Linked DNA regions of Urocitellus parryii: region 1 is linked to region 2. The links are chromatin contacts, called in public Hi-C maps. All regions are on one chromosome and are shown on one strand. Each heading gives the region's core, a stretch centred on a gene start, on an enhancer-like site or on the middle of the called end of the contact. The rest is flanking DNA. Distances are from core to core; before and after follow the strand shown.

Region 1 (5,805 bases), core at 1,513-4,012, 710 kb after region 2:
ATTTATTGTTTTTTATTTTGGGGGAGGCTTACCGGGGATTGAACTCAGGGGCATGTGGTTACTGAGCCACATCCACAGCCCTATTTTAGAGACAAGATCTCACTGAGTTGCTTAGTGCCTCACTTTTGCTGAGGCTGGCTTTGAACTCATGATCTTCCTGCCTCAGCCTCCTAAGCAGCTGGGATTACAGGCATGTGCCACTGTGCCCAGCACACATTATTAAGTGATACAAATATGGATAGATTATAAAATAAATGCTGAGGTAGATAAACTTAGGAGGCTGCAATCTAAATGGACTACTTCTATAAGTCTAAAGATGGTTAAAAAAAGAAATGCTGAGGTAGACAGACCTAGGAGGTTGCATCTAAATGGAATACTTCTACAAGTCTAAACATTAAGATCTTTTGGTTAAAAACAGGCTGGCATATTGAGATAGCTAGTAGCAGTCAAGCGTTGGAGAGCCTAAGTCCCTGGTCAATCTTTGGCCCTCTGATACACAAAGCAATCATCAAAAATACATATTTAGGTAAATTAATGATTGGAAACCTCTAAACATGATTTTCCCATTCTACTCAATTGTTAGATCAAGAGAGATAACTACTCATAGGTATGTAACTGAGCACTACACAAAAGGAAAAAGATAATTCATAGATTCAGGGTATTTTTACATGTTCACCCCTACTGTTCAACAGGTTATATATTTACATCTTAAATTTATCAGACTTAAATAGTCTATAGGTTATAAAAAGGTGCATAGTGGGGCTGAATTTTTCTTTTTTAAAAATTATTGGCACTTTCACTCAGATACATTAATGCAATGTATTCTAGTACTACACACTTCTCACAGACTGACTAGATACACAATCTTTTCCCTCATCATGGAAAAGTCTTCATGGAGTTTTAAATCCAGGATCCATAGATGAACAACAGATGAAACATGGATTGTCTACAGTTATATACACATTTATTTGGGGAGTTTATGCATGTACTCCTGAAAAACAGGTCCACAGTTTTCATAAGATTATCAAAGTGATCCAGGACCACCTAAAAATGTTTAGGAACCCTAATGTAGAAAACTCCTTCATTTGCCAGAAGAATAATGAGATTTATCTCTAAGGTTCTAAAAGACTAAAGATAGGATAGTTCTAGAAGAAATTGGGAAAAAAACCTTCAGTTAACATATTTTTGCCACAAACTCCAGATACTATAATAAGATTTCATTCTATTTTTAACAGTTCAGACTGAAAGGACTTCAATTTTCCTATTGAATCTGCAACTGATAATGTCTGCTTCAGTGTGAGCAATAATAAAAATGATTATCAATTGCTATATGAAAATCACCTGATGACTCATAACAGGGAGCTTCCATTGTTAAAACAGTCTTAAACAGTGCCACCAAGCACTTTCAATTAGAGTTGATAGCTTCTTTTTTTTTTTTTTTTTTTTTTTTTGGTAATGAGAATTGAACCCAGAGGCTGACTCAACCACTGAGCCTCATCCCCCACCTCCCCAACCTCACTTTAAAAAAAAAATTTTGAGACAGGGTCTCACTAAGTCGCTGAGGCTGGTTTTGAACTCGTGATCCTCCTGTCTCAGCCTCCTCAGCTGCTGGGGTTATGAGCCAAAATCAATTACCTGATAAAAATCAGAAAGTTGGACTGTTTTACCACACAAGCCATCAAAAGGTTTTGACAGTCCAATGGGACTATGTAGTAGCCTATCTTCTAGGTACTTGAAGTTTGCATCCTCATTTTAAAGGATACAGAAATACTGTAACCATCTCAATAAGCTACTTCTCTACCCTGGCATACCTGAAGATTTTGCAGAAGATACCAAATTCTAAATAGGATAATCTCTTCAAACTCAAATTAGTGTCACAGATCTCTCCAGAAAAGAAATTTATTAATAATCACATTCCTGAAAAGGGACACGTTCACACATTCAGTTTTGGACAGAACTACATATTCTGAATACATGCTTTCAATGCAATGTAAACTAAATAAATCGCCAAAGTTGAAAGGTTACTTGCTATAGGGTCCTCCACTTCCTCCATAATCATAGGACGGCTGAGATTGGTCATCGATGCTGTAACTTGTCTGGTAGAATTCCGTGTTTAAGTTCTCAAAGCCTGACATTGCAAATGATCTGAAATAGAAGAGAAAAAGCATGCCCAAGGCTCTATTGAAATCATTCATGGCACTTTGCTTAAGCAAACAGTCAGAAGACAGTAAACATTTATTCCCCAGTAATTGTGGAAAGCAGCATTTGGAAGGTGGTCGGGGAAAAGGAGTATGAAAATATCTAGTTTCTAAGTCGAGGCCGTGGAAGACACTTCTATCTTAAGGAGCTGATAAGCTTTTGGTAGGGGCGAGGTCGTGGGAGGGGTGACTCCACAAGGATCTACAAGATCAGTTAAAAAAGATGATTCCTCAGAGGCGTACAGCTGACAATACGGCAGTCACCTTGAAACCAAGGCTCAAGGCCCGTCAGCAAAGTGCAGAATCCTAGAAGGTCGCGCCTAAGGTGCTGAGACCACGGCAGAAGGAGTTGAAAAGAGAGTAAGGGTCTAGAGAAAAGCGCCGAAAGAGGGCAACAAGCCGAGCCGCACTACTATCGGGAGAAGCCAAAGAGTGTGCCACAGACCAGGGACACTCACCAAATGCGGGGTCGGCAGCGGCGGAAGCAGTTGTACCTCCAGCGGCCCCAAATAACCCCCAACTCAGTTCCAGACCCTGTAGTAGCCCCGTTGCTACGTGTCACAGGGCCAAAAAACTGCTTCCGGGGCACGCCCGCTCGCGCAGGCGTGTTGGCAGGTTTATATTCGGTTGGAGTCCGGGTCGCGGCGGAGGGGGCGGTGCTAGATCTAGAGCAAGCGCAACGTCTTGACGGGCCACTGGGAAGAGGGAAAGTACTTCTGGCACCTGGTGAACGGCGGAGGAAGAAGGCGCAGGCGCAGCAATTGCTGATTACTTGGTGGGAGGAGGCAGTATTCCTCCCTTGTCCCGGAGCTAGGAGAACGGACGGGAAGCCGCGAGATGAAACCTAGGGATTCCCTTTCCTGTGCACTAGCTACAGAGCCGCGGTCTCTCTGGAAGTACAGTGATTCAGGCGCGGTACTAACAGTTTAAAGTATTTAATTTTTGCAACCTAATGAGATGGTTACCCTCTTACTTTACTTTTGTGAGTGTTCATTTTGTGCTACCTACTGGGAATACAATAGTGACTATTAGATTTATGGTAACCGTCCCTCTGGGCGAGAGGGCTAATTAAGCACATACAAATAAGTTGTTATTGATATTTTTAATGTCTTATAATTTTTCGAAAGGTGTAATATTCATTTGGGGGGGAAAAAAAGAGCCTTAACAGCCGCTTAGAAAGGGTGATGATCAAAAGGTTAACTTGAGAGGGAAAAAGAGGGAAGGATAATGGCGGAGGATGGAAGGAGAGCTTGAGTGTTGCAGGCAGAGAGAATAGCATGTGCAAAGCCCGGAATGAGGAAAAGCATGGTGTGAGGAAAGGTGTAAATCAGGCTTTCTGAGCCTTTGCACTACTGTCATTTTGGTTTAGACGGTTCTTTCTAGGGGCGGGTAGTGCCCTGTGCATTGTAAGATGTTTGGGAGCATTCTGACCTCTATCCACTAGATTTCCAGTAGTACCCCTTCCCCTGAGTTGTGACTAAAATGGCTTCAGACATTTCCTAGAATCACAATTTCCAGTCAGTTTTCCCAAGGTGGTGGAATCTTGAATACTGTCACTTTAATACCATGCTATTAACCAATAAGCAGAACCGTCTTTGAGGGTTCAGTACTTAAATTTATATAGTGAGCCTTTTCATTATATACTGGGATCAAAATACTGTGGTCCTCAGAAAAGAAGCCAGACCATTGCTCTGGGACCAATTTCCAAAGGAATAATAAAATTTCACTGGTTGAAACTTTTCTCTGGGCACACATAAACACTTCAAAATAAAACAAGTGCAAAACAAACATTATGCTTCAAACTAAAGTAGTAACAGCAAAAGAACATAGCGTCCAAACCAAAAAAACCAAGTATACCATAGAGTACAATAAACAGCTAGCCACCTTTACAAGTTCCAGCTCCATCAGCGTGAATTTCTGAAATTGCTCATCAAACTGTTTAATTTACCACTGTTTGCCAATCACTTTAGCATTTATTGATGTAGGTATCTTCTGCATAACTTTAGATAGAAAGAACATATATTATGATTTGTCTCATTGTCTCATTTTATGCCTGTTTCCCCCCCCCAACATTATTAATAGTGTCCCCTTTTCATTCTCAAGAATATCTATTCTTGGTTCACAAATTATATGGTTATGCTCTTTAAGCTACTTTATCCATGAAGCTAAGTTTCTGTTTATTAACAATATGCAATAATCCATCACTTAGTGATCTTATGGTTGAAAAAATTCTAATCTCATCTGATATTTCTATTTCTTCCAGTTCAAAAGAGGTGTACCACTCTCAAATTTTAATGAAATAGAAGAATATGAACAATAAATGTCTGCTTAGGAATGAATTGTTGAGCATAAATTTTATTCAAATTCTGCTTTTGTATATGAAAGCAATTACCATATTTGTTTAAATGTCTTCTCCTCCAACTTCTGCCCCAACTGAGAAACCAAGTAAGAAAACTGAGTTACGTGATTAAATTTTCCATATTATTTGACTTTGAAACATAAGCCAAGGTATCTTGCAGAAGTTCCTTGGAGATTTTGAGAGGATCGATTAATTTCATGGCTAGACATATGGGTCTTTCTTTTTGGAAAAAAAATTTTGAAGTTGCTTTCCCTTTCTGGGATAGGCTCCAGAGAGTTATAGGAAACTGGTAAATGTGCTGTCCTCTGTTAAAGTCATCAAGCTGACTTATTTACCAGTAGAAAGCCTTAGCCAGGTCACAAGATGGAACATGAAATGGGCTCTGGGACAGCTGCTTTCTCCTGCTATGGGATACAAGGTACCAATCACCAAACTTGTAACAAAAATGGAAAAGACATTCTAATCATGAATAACATTTTAATTTGGTTGACAGTCATACTAGTGTAATACTAATATAAGTACTTCACAAGCACACATAAAATAACTTTGTTTTCTTAGAATAGCAGCAAAATTGTCAGTATTTTAGAACTACCTTCTTTACCTTTGTTTTATAGTAATTATGTCATGTGCTAGAAAAGATAGTTTGAACATGGGAAGTTTGCTCCTATTATTCAATGATATCCCCGAACACCACTTGAGATGGAGATTTGGCATTTGTACCTGTATCATATCAAGTTCCATAATGAAACTTGATAACAGTAAAAGCCAGTATAATTGCCCAATATCTTTTTTCACTATTTCCACATATCCCAAATATGACTACTGTTTTCCCCAAATCATTGTTTATCTCTTAAAAAGAGTTCCCTCATTCAATCCCCTGTATTAGAGCTGTTATTCAAATTCTGCTTCTGTTATTTTAATTATTTTACAGTAAATTGTTGTTTGGGCAAGATAGATTTTCCTGTAATGATACAGAATACTTTTGGATAGAACTATTTTTCAGATGTCAAAAGAAATTTAATGCTGATTTAATAATTATTTTTGGAACTTTGATATTGCAAGTGCTGTTGTTTAACAAAAGCCTTTAAAGATAATTTTTAAAACAATTCTGTAAATATTTTCATTGTATAGATCATAAATACTCTCTTAATAACGAAAACATTTCTAATCTTAGATAAACATATATTGTGGTTTGTGATAAGAATTTCAGTGACAGCATTGGAAGTCCTAGGGGTCTCCAGCTACTTA
Region 2 (5,803 bases), core at 2,012-4,511:
TCCTATCACTCACTGAAGAACGTGTAGCTTTGTTAATCACAGATATTATAATTCATTACATCTGATTATTCTAAAGGTTCAAGTTGATGTCAAAGTATTTAATTTCAAAAAAAGTATGATCATTAAAATTCCTACCTCTTTTCAATCAAGGCTGTTTGCTTTTCTGAGAGTCAATATATATATAACATCCGATAAATACTACACTAGAATTCTCTATTCCTATATTATTCCCAAGTTCATCTCCTACCAACTACTCACACATCCAAAACTTTTATTATAACCTACTGGTTCATCATGTTTTATTTGAGAAATAAACAAGACTGAATTGCTCTTTTAACAGGTTGGGAAAAGGCTCCTATTTTTAACCCAAATTTCTGACCAGATGTGCCTGGTCTAATATTTCGTATCTCCAAATTATATTTTAGTTTTTCCAGATTTTTAGATGTATGACTTAAATGTATATGGTCAACTAAAATTTACATTTCAGCTTCTCACTACAATTTTACCTTATTTAAATGTGACAAATAGAGCTGTCTGACCCTTATCATACTTCCTAGTAATATCTACATTAATTTAGACTAATAGTTAAGGTACGTTTTTAAAAACTGCTTAAAACCCTCAGTATGAAATATTATTATATCTTTAAGATTTTTCCTTTCCAATTATCAAAGTACTGAAAAACAGAAAAACCCATAACTAAAATTACATTCACATAAATCCAAGTAAAATAGCATTCAATAAAATGCTCAGAATAATTTTCTCTGCATTCTAAACTTTCACCTATTCCAAGTCTGAGCTTATTCTCCACGGGTTAGATTGTTATTACAAGTAAATATAATTCAAATGTTCTAAAAGGGGGCAAAGACTTTGATAAGCACATTTTGGACATTATTGTAAAATCCTGTCCAATCAAAGGAAACTTTTCCTTTATGAAGGCGCTAAGAAGCCTAAACGTCACTGGCCCTCACTGAAAAGGGGAGCGTGACGAAGAGAGGGGTGGGGACCTGCCATCACAAAAATCTTCAAGGTAAATTGCGCAGTTTGCCTCCCCTTCGCTGTTTTATCTGATAATGATCACTAAACACAAGGTATCAAATGGAGCCTAATGAATTTCCATGCTGCTTTTTTTGACAGCTGCCTTCAAACCCAAAACCATAACAATACTTCATAAAACGAAATGCTTCCCTCAAGCGACATTACCCCCCAGTTTAAACTGCAAATGACCCTGTCACATTAATCGTCCCTAATGAACCATATACCAAGGGGTCTTAAGTGGTCTTACAGGGATACAGTTTTCCAGTCCGCAACCCTAAACGTCAAACTAGCACTTGTCAGAAATCTTCACGAAAACGCTTACAGTTAGGGGCCACCTGGAAAAGTGGGCTCGAAATGATGCCAAAAGCTAAAAAAACAAGTTCTTTGGGGGATGGGGTGGTGCGAGGTTAAGAGACGTGTGTCCAGACCTGTTGAGTTCCCTCTCCGACACGCCCACTTCTGCCAGATAACGCCGGCCCTGGCCGAAGTCTCCAAGTTGCAGGATGTCAGCCCCCTGTGTGTACGCTCTCACACACCCCGCAAGCCCGCCAGAAACGAGGCGCGCTGGAGCCTCGACAGATACCCCGGGCGTGCTCGGGAGCACCAGGGTGGAGAGGAAATATTTGGGCTAGTACAATCCAGACGCGGCTTCCCCGTGGAACTGGGAGTCCGGGCGGACCCCTTGGAGGGAAAAGAAAGGGGGACCTGCGTGGGAGGATAGGATTTAAAACCCGGGCTGCTGGACGAGGTTCCGCTCGCAGTCGGAGCTCAGGTTCTTCCCTCTCGGCCGGGCCAGGGACAGGCGGTGGAGGGAGAGGAAGAGGCCAGCGCTGTCACCCGCGCGGTGCCCTTCCGTCACCGACACCGGGCCTCGCCAGCCCCCACCCCCACTCCCCGAGGCTAATAAAAGTTTGCAGGCTGCCCCGGTGGCCCTCGGGTCGGCCTCCGGCCCTGGGCGACACCTCGGGGGAGCAAGCGCCCGCACCCGCCCCAGCCCCCACCCCGCCCGCCTCTTACCTCTGGCAGAGGCGCCGCTCACCCGCCACTGTCCTCGGCTCCCACCGCAGCCGAGATAAACAACTTAGCGTGTGAAAGCGGGAGGAGCAGAAGGGAATTTTTTTTCTTAAAAAAGGAAGTAAACAGCCGCCCCCTTCTCCATAGGGGGAGGGGAGAGCCCCTATTTCAGAAAGTCTCCCATTTCCCGGCTGACAAGCCTGCCCCCAGCTCGCTCCCGGCTCCGGCGCGCGCGTCCTCTGTCCGGCACCCCGTCGCTCCAGCTGCGGAGTCTCCTTCCACCCACTAGAATGCGTCCCCGACGGGCGGGCGGTGACTCGGGCTCCAGTCACAGATTCAAAGCTCGCAAAATGGAGGAGAGGGAGGGAGCGCGGACACGCGAAAGGGCGCCCGGCCGCTGCAAGCGAGCGGGACCGAGCGGGGGGCGGGCGGAGGCGGCGCCACAGCGCGCACACACTCGCACACACACGCACTCCCACTCCACCCCCGGCCGCTCCCCGCCCGAGGGGCCGCGCGGCGGCCGCGGGGAACGGTGCAACCTGTTGGCGACGCTCGGCAACTGCAGGGGCGCCCGCAGTCCTGGCCCCCACGCCCTCCGCGCGGCCCCCGCCACCGCGGCCCGACGGCGCCTGCACTCTGGCGGCCCCCGGCTTTGGCCCCGCGAAGGTCTGCCGCCCCAGAGCGCGGCTTCTCCTCCCCCACCCAAGGCAAAAGAAAGTGAGGCGGCGGGGGCCAACCTGGTCTCTCTGGGGGCAAGCTTATTAGAGAAGCCGAGTTTCTCTAGTTACTCTTCTCGCTGCCACCCTCCCGCCCAACTCCGTGGCTCGGGACCCACTGGGGAGCTCGCCCTGTTCCTCTGCTGCAAGCGCCACCAGCGCCCCTGCGGGTGACAGCGGGCGGGCTAGGGGCGCCGGGGCGCGGGGTTGGTGCGCACCGCCGCCCCTCGGCCGAGTTGCGCGAAGTATGTCACTTCCAAAGGGGGTACAGGGTTGCACGGAAACCGTGCAGTGGCGATTCGGCCGCGCTCGGGGCCGGATCCCCCGACACGCCCTCTGGGGAGGCTTAAGGTAGAGAAGAGCAGAGGAGGGGGGTCAGCGCTTACGTACTGTGGACCCGGCGGGAGTCGCGTGCCGGCAGGTCCCCCACCCCCGCATCGTCTGGGCGGCCCGGTCCGCAGCCGCCGGGCTCCCGCACCCGGAGAGAAGTTGCAAAGCAGAACCCACCCTCCCCCGCGCCCTGTCCGTCCCCCACCCTCTTCCCCGAGTCTGTAAGAAGGCGGCGGCGGCGGCGGCGGCAGAAGAAGGCGCCGCCTGCCAAGTTCAACCCCCACCCCTCCCTCCCTCCAGTGCGCTCACACTCGAAGGAAGTTGCACGCCAAATGCAAAACCTCCGGCGAGCTGAATTTCTTTGCACTTTTAAAATTATGATTAAGGAAAGCAGGGGGTGGCAGGTTTAAAAGCAAGTTGCAAAAGAAATAGTAAGTTGCTGGAGAAGTACGTCCTCTACCCAGCCCAAACTCCTGACCTCTCCTTCCACCCCCTCCAGGGCTCAGGTCCAAGTTCCCGGCGGAGGCCCCTCCCCCCCGAATCTTGACATTTGCTGCCCTCAACGCGTCGCTCACTCTTTCGCATTCGTGGGACCCCTGCCTCTCCAAACAAAACAAAACACACGCTGATTTAAAATGTCAGCATTAAACTCCCTCCAGCTGTTCCCGTTACACCCTCCCCCTCAGACCGAGGGAAACACGTGGCCCATCCCGGAGGAGAGAGGGGCGTAGGGCGAAGGTGTTAGATCCTAAAGCCCCCGCCCCAGCCCCCTGCCCAACTCGCAGTGTCTGGAAGGCTTGGGCGATACCGGGACCCACCCTCCTACCTTATGTGGCACACATTATGATTTTTTTTTTTTTTTTTGACTCGGGTAAGGTTGTGCGGTGTTGCTTGAGGGTATAGGGAGGTAACTTTTGCGCCCCCACAGGTGACAGCGCTCCTGACAAGAGCGGGGACTGCCTTAGCTCCACCTATCCCCTTCCCGGGCCGCGGCCAGAGCCACTCTTTCTGGCCGAGTTCCGACTCTGACGGCGTCCGCTTCTGCTCTGACATCTTGGAGACGATTAAGGAAGCGCATGCCGGAAGCCGCCCGCCGCCATCTTGGTAAAGAGCGGTGACGCCAGCACATTCCGCGGCCACAATCTTGGCAAAGGTTCTACCTCGGGGCTATCCTAAGTCGCCTTTCCTTGCTTCTAAAGGGTAAATGCTGTCCTGTGTGTTGTGTGCTATGTAAGAAATACCTCGGATTTAAGCAGGCCCCTTGTCCTGAGGCGATCAATGGGGCACACATCCAGGGGCCGCCATCTTTGCAAAGGAAAAGGCGCCTGCCTCAGGAAAGAAAAGGGAACCAAAACCTGTGCTCACGCAAAACCCTCATCCAGAAGAATTTTTATGAAGAGTGATAATCCAACTCAGTGTTGACCGACACCACTTTAATATCTTGGAGAGAGATTGCTATCCTCATAAAGTGCATGTCAACTGGAAAGAGGCCCTTGCCTTGGATGCGCATAGTGGACAAATAAGTATTTATTTAGATAACTCTACTTTGCCTACTTGCCAGTTTTTCCATCTCCTGAGTCGTGAGGACAAGAATCAATTCTCTTTCATGGCTCTGGTCCCCAAACTACCAATAGTTTTTTTCATGAGGAAAAACTCAACCTAATCCTACAATAATTTATACATGTTTCTAATAGGGGATAGACAGATGTGAGTGGTGGGTACACAAGGTTAAGGAAATAATTCTATAAGCTGGGCCCACTGTGCTGACCCCCACATGATTGTTTTTCAAAGAAGCAATTTACCTGAAACCCTGTCTGGCTTAAGTGGACAGGATATGTCACATTCCACAGCAAACCACCTGTTATCTACAAGAGAAACACAGGCCGGAAATAATGTGGTAACAAGTTTCCCTGAAGGGGAAGACTTTTATGACCCTTTCTCAGCAGATATCAGAACTCAGGAAGATAAGGCTAATTCATCCTAACCTTAAGAATTTGTCATTAAGAATCCAATTAGAACACATCAGCATGGGCCAAAGTGCCCTAAAGTTGTCATGGCAGTGGGGACTTGGATATCTGTTATCCTGCTGTCAATCAAAAGTCAAGAGAAGTCGAGAGAAGTGAACCAGAGCAAGACTCTTTGGAACCCTCTGGGATCCCCAATAAAACTGGAGTGCTAGAGAAGCATGCTGATCCCTGTTCTTTAGGAGAGGATCCACTTTCTCTCTTGAGAGAGTTCCCTTTTCCCCTTTACCATCCCTTCTAATAAACCCATTGCTTGTTAATCTGAGTGATTGAGTGATACCTGAAATCTTTTCAACTTGATCACAAGAATTGTGGTTTGAAGGGTAGTCTTTGCAGTGCTTTGGTTTCCCAGAAGGTTCCAGTCCTGTAACATTACTAAAGTAAGTTAACTTGTGCTAATATGATTAACCTGTACGTTTCCTTAAAATAATTAGGAATTATGCTTGTATGCATACACTTAAGTACATAGATATGTGCATATATGTGTATGTTTATCCAGGGAACCAAGGTTTTCAAATAGAACACTTCCCCCTATATCATAAACCTATTTCATAGCTGAATCTCTGCTCTATGAAAGAATTCACTCTATTTCTCATACATTTAAATTGTATGCTAAGTACTTTCTGCTTTTAAATAATTCATAATTTTACAAAACTTCCCAGTTAACATTTTCTCATTTCACTT

What was found. Hi-C and Micro-C count contacts between places; a contact is called where the count stands out from the background.
Region 1: a contact with region 2 is called in a Hi-C map of muscle, with 5 times the contacts expected there. The contact joins the promoter of Yipf5 here to the promoter of Nr3c1 in region 2. A contact is called at or near these places in 2 of 2 Hi-C or Micro-C datasets (liver and muscle).

The regions. Positions count from the first base shown.
Region 1 is chr1:98,352,084-98,357,888 of mUroPar1.hap1, forward strand. Yipf5 (Yip1 domain family member 5) reads right to left here and starts at 2,763. Exons shown (of 6, transcript XM_026384443.2): 1 at 2,657-2,763; 2 at 2,026-2,145. The coding sequence starts at 2,135.
Region 2 is chr1:97,644,383-97,650,185 of mUroPar1.hap1, forward strand. It overlaps Nr3c1 (nuclear receptor subfamily 3 group C member 1), which reads right to left and starts at 3,262. Exons shown (of 9, transcript XM_026384454.2): 1 at 3,156-3,262.